Linked DNA regions of Tachysurus fulvidraco: region 1 is linked to region 2. The links are chromatin contacts, called in public Hi-C maps. All regions are on one chromosome and are shown on one strand. The core of a region is the stretch at or near the end of the contact, and the rest is flanking DNA. Distances in the headings are between cores, read along the strand shown.

What was found. Hi-C and Micro-C count contacts between places; a contact is called where the count stands out from the background.
Region 1: a Hi-C map of ovary shows a contact between it and region 2, with 5 times the contacts expected there. The contact joins the promoter of LOC113641054 here to the promoter of creb1b in region 2. A contact is called at or near these places in 2 of 4 Hi-C or Micro-C datasets (muscle and ovary).

Annotation. Positions count from the first base shown.
Region 1 is chr6:25,190,252-25,192,951 of HZAU_PFXX_2.0, reverse strand. LOC113641054 reads left to right here and starts at 1,253. Exons shown (of 7, transcript XM_047815347.1): 1 at 1,253-1,885; 2 at 2,170-2,406. The coding sequence starts at 1,810.
Region 2 is chr6:25,007,198-25,009,897 of HZAU_PFXX_2.0, reverse strand. creb1b (cyclic AMP-responsive element-binding protein 1b) reads left to right here and starts at 1,395. Exons shown (of 9, transcript XM_027143633.2): 1 at 1,395-1,667.

The DNA of each region.
Region 1 (2,700 bases), core at 4-2,503, 180 kb before region 2:
TTATTATTATATTTTGGATTTTGTCTTTTATAGGAGGTGGAGTTATATCATATGCTTATATGACATGCTACATAGAAAAGTATCCTATCCCTGCTCTCTTTGTTTAATCTCAGCAAATTTAAAGAAGGGATTTGTTCTTAAAGGTGGACAATTTCTTCATTTTATTGAAGGATGAAAGATGTAGGACCAAGAAATCAATGAATCTGTAACGTATCTGTTTGTCAACTTGCCGTTGCTCCTGGATGGGTCCGCGCTAAGCTTGAGCAGTGTAGAGACTGAAGCCGGCCGTAAATATTTTTTTTGGGGGGGGGGCGGGCAGCAAGCATCGGGGTCCGTGGGCCACAGAGTGGAATCAGCCACGGACGCCCGAATGCTCCACAGTGTCTCCGCCCAGGCTGTCCCGTGCACACCCGCGATTGAGCCAGTTCTCATAGCTACCGTACCGGTGAGCTCGGCTGAGGTCCGGGCTACCCGGCTGGTCTCGAAACTGGCGGATACCCCAATGAGGTCGGCTCGGGCGGCCGGCATCCCTAAGCCAGGTCGCCGGAACTGGCCGGGTAGCCGGAACCTGCCGAACCGACCGGGTCGATGGAACCTGCCGAATTGACCGGGTTCACGGAACCTGCCGAACCGACCGTGTCGACCGAAATGACTGAGTCCGGCTCCGCCTCCAGCACCACCCTGGTCTCCAGTCCTGCTCTGGTCTCCGGCTCCGCCTCCAGCACCACCCTGGTCTCCAGTCCTGCTCTGGTCTCTGGCTCCGCCTCCAGCACCACAATGGTCTCCGGTCCTGCTCTGGTCTCTGGCTCCACCTCCAGCACCACCCTGGTCTCCGGTCCTGCTCCTTGTAGGGCTCTGTAACGTATCTGTCTGTGTTTTCCCCTTGTTTCAGTCTTCCATCTCTCCCTAATGTTAATTGTTTGCTCCGCCCACTCATTGCTCACCATGGACACTAATTACATTCTATCTCTTCCCCAGGTGTTTTGTCTTTGTCTCTGATTGTCTCTGCTCTGTGATTGGTTCCTATTTACTACATTTACTCTGTCTGTTCACTTCCCTGGTGTTGGTCGTTGTTTGGTGTTGGCTTTATGCTGTTCTCTGTTCCAGTTCTCTGCTTCTGTTCTCTGTTCCAGTTCTCTGCTTCTGTTCTCTGTTCCAGTTCTCTGCTTCTGTTCTCTGTTCCAGTTCTCTGCTTCTGTTCTCTGTTCCTGTTCTCTGTTCCTGTTCAGTGTTCTGACCTGTTTGCCCGCCTGTTTATGTTGTGTTTCGTGTTCTGCCTTGTGTTGTCTGCCTGTTCATCTGTGTTTTGTTCATTAAACGGATAAACTGCATTTGGATCCCCGCTCGCCTTTTGCCTCACCATGTCACAGCGTGACAGAAACATAAAGTACAGTAGTGGGGTTTTTTTATATCTTGATCCATGAAGCTAATTAAGTCACAGAGAAGCATGTGTACTATAATCAAATAGCCAGTGAGATTCCAGCATTTAACATACAGAAATGTGTACAAAGTACTAGAGTTGTAGTGATAATTTAAAGATACTTGAAAAATATCTACATCAAAAGGTTGTTTTTAAAGTGAACTGACCTCAAAAGTTTTTACAACTTTTTACTACTAATTAAATTACTACCATGCCCAACACACCTTATCTCTTCATGTTATAGCTTCATATTATATATTTATATACCAGGTGTTTCTAGGCTTAGTTTTGTGAATTTTAAAGGGTAATCTCAGCTTTCATTTCCTGTGAAATCATCCATGCAGAAATAGGCCATTTTATCTTCACTTCCTCATAAAGTAGTTACAACAATGTACCTCACACCGTTAAGTGTCTTTATTTGGGAATTAATATTCTGTTACAGAATTCAAGCCAAGCTGACTAAAGGTGAGTATTTTACTTTGTCATTACCCATGCAGCGATACTATTAGTGAAGTGTTTCAGGTGTTTAAATATGATAAATCATATAACTGTAACCATACATATAATGTGAAACTGGTTATATGCACATCTGCAGATGTCCTCCAGTTCTAACATAACTCCCTTTAAGAGTTAAACTTAGTCACATAAATTCTTCTCTAGTCAAGGCAACATGACAAATAACAAATGTGTTAGCAAAAGATTTTTTCTGCCAGGAGTTATTGATAACCTTCTGTTTCTTTTTTTAAAAGTCCAGCTTGGAACTGATGTGACACTGAGCTGTGAGGTGTCTGACCTCTTACAATCCTCCACTGTGCAGTGGCAGAGAGAGGACGCACCTGTTCCTAACACCACTCTGGTCTACAACAACACTGCATACATCATTTTACACAATGTCGACCATCGCAGTAATGGGAATTACTACTGCACAGGGAGCCACCAGGGAAAGAAACAAATTTATGAAAATCGAACACTTGAAGTGACACAATGTGAGTATGTTCTCCATGTAAACGGGAGAATACTTGAATTTTAATTTGATACTATACTTAAATTTTGGGGTATTTATATCTCACTTGAGTATTGTTTAAATAGAATTAGAATTAGGAATAAAATTCTTGTCTGCTGGAAAAAAATAATTACTTAGTGTTAAGTGTTAATTCATCAGCATACACTTTAAAATCAAAACATTTCCTCTAAAAATGTGACTCTCTGCTGTCCTGGTTATTGTGCAGCATGTTGAGGTCTTATATTTACAGTTGGCAACATAGAGATAAAGAAAATTC
Region 2 (2,700 bases), core at 146-2,645:
GACTTCTCATTCAGATTCAATTATTTGTTTGCTTGTTTTTTATTTTAACCCTGGTGTGTCTTTGTTTATGTCAGGTTTCATCTTCCATGCTTAGTTGTATGTGGCTTTTGCATCGCACTGTAACTGTCATGAGGTCAAGCTCATCAGGGACAGTAACTAAAGTAAAGTTCTGTTGCACACCACACTGCTGTTTTGCACAGCACATCAATACCTTTTCAAACTGCAGCTACTACATGAGTATGTACATGTTTACTTAAACCCTCTCTGTTTACAAGTTTTCTAGTTTTGTACAATGTACAGTATAATATACAGTATACACACTTGTCAGTAGTATTTTGTGTATTTGTCTGGTAGTGCTTTGTTGCACTAGGTTGCACACGATGCACATTGTGTGGCTAGGACTTAAGTCCTTAGCCCTGTGTTGTATTGTCTAGCACCATGGTCCTGGAGAAACATTATTTAATTTCACTATGTACTGCATCGGCTCTATATGATTGAAATGACAATAAAAGCTTCTTGACTTGATTTGAAGTCCTACAGTTGGAACTGGATTTGCAGGGGAGTCACATGCACGTTTGAAAAGGAAATTTTCAGAAAGTTTTATTTATTATTGCATTAGTTTCATGATCCTCCCTCAGGGACAGCGGAGCTGTGAACCAGCAATACTACCCACTATACCTCTAGAAGTAATCTTTTTTTTTTCTCAAATATTCTGCCAAATGCCAAAACATTGTGTGTTTATACTGTATTTTGTTTGAAAAAAGCCAAAGCCTCAGTAAAATTGTATTATGTGGCTTAGAATGTTTGGATTGCATTGTGCATTTTGGTCCAGCATGCCTGTTTTTGTCTAAATGGCTTCCTATGGGTCCTTAACCCATGTGAATAGAGGTCTGGCTCAAGGAATGAATGAATGAATGAATGAACAAACAAACAAACAAACAAACAAACAAATACATTTCTGTTTATTTTATTAGAAAATAAATAAAATACAATAAATAAATAAATAAATAAATAAATAAATAAATAAATAGAAATTAAAGTATATAAAGTTAACTAAATGAATAAAATGTTCTTGTGCCCACCTAATTAACCGTTAGAATCTTCAATCATTTTAATTTAACATTTCAATAAATATTACTTAATAAAATACCTTAATAAATCTGAGTTAATGATCCTTTAAATATTGAAGCTAAATGGATAATTATCGAGAATCATCATGCTTCAAACTTCGACGATCATCGATAGTCTTCGTACAATTTCGCTTACACTCGAGTTCACTTCGGCCATTTTCGTTTACCGCTCGGTAAGTTCCGTGTACACTTCGGCTATTCTCGTTTACCGCTCGGTAAGTTCCGTGTACACTTCGGCTATTCTCGTTTACCGCTCGGTAAGTTCCGTGTACACTTCGGCTATTCTCGTTTACCGCTCGGTAAGTTCCGTGTACACTTCGGCTATTCTCGTTTACCGCTCGGTAAGTTCCGTGTACACTTCGGCTATTCTCGGCAGTGGCGCTGCCTCTGATCGGCTTTCCGTCTCCCCAGTTCCGAGTGTGTCGTTGTTGTTGTCGGTGACGCGGCGGAGGTGTAGCCTGACGCGGTCTCTTACGTGTCGGCCCGAATAAAAGTGGAGCTCCGAGGGCTCGCGAGTGACGGAAGGAGTGTGTATCGGTAAGAGAAGACAAAGTGTCCCGGCGGGGAGGGAGAGCGCGGGCATGTCCCGGATAAGACAGAGCTCGGGTCGGGTTCGGCCCATAGGAAACAAAGAGATCATGGCGGCGGGGTTGTTGTACAGGGAGGGAGGGGAGCCTGTGGACGACACAAACGGGGGAACGGGCAGCGTTACAGAGCAGAGGGGGAAATGTCGAGTCGAGCACAGTTTAGGGCACAGCGGAAACGAGCAAACAATAATGTGTGTGTGCGCGCGCGTGTGTGTTTGATATCGTTGTGTCATCTCCGGGTGTGAGCGTTCCGTCAGGCTAACCTGACTAGCCACATTCGTTAGCTACCTAGCTAAAATATTAGCACGATTACTAGGTCGCCAGGCAACTAATCTAGTCGCTCCTAATAGGTTAAATGTTTTTGTTTTGTTTGTTTGTTTATCTTTTGTTATAATTCGGCCAAACCAACAAAATGACCACTGTATTTAATTTTATATTCGGATTGGATAATAAATAAATAGCAGGCTAGATAACTAATGTATAATATAATTATTATTATTATTAGAGTTAAAATCCTGGCAAGATATAAATATGGTTCAGTCAGACCCAGGTTAGTGTTAGACTTCTGTAAAAATGTCTTATAACGATTATTAATAAAGATAATAAATGGACAGTGTGTACATAGTAGTGTTCTGTCACATAGAGATCATGTTGAATTAAAGTAGGATCATAAATCAGTGGACCTTCTAGTGATTGTTAATGATGTAGATCTCAATAATGTATCTGTTACCTATAAATGTGTATGTAATGTTGTTTTTAAGGCCTGGTCTTGTAGCCTTCAAGAGATCATTTGCACAGTTTTCTAGTCATTTGGTGTGTTGTCAGGTCTCTGTATCATATCACCTGTTTATTGAATAGATGCACCAGTTTCTGTTCTTTCTTTTGTCACCAAGCATTTGATGGAAATCAGGCACATTTGTTAGACAATAAGATGATTCCAAAAAGTACAATGACATTTAAGAGCTATGAGGCCAAAAACAAAT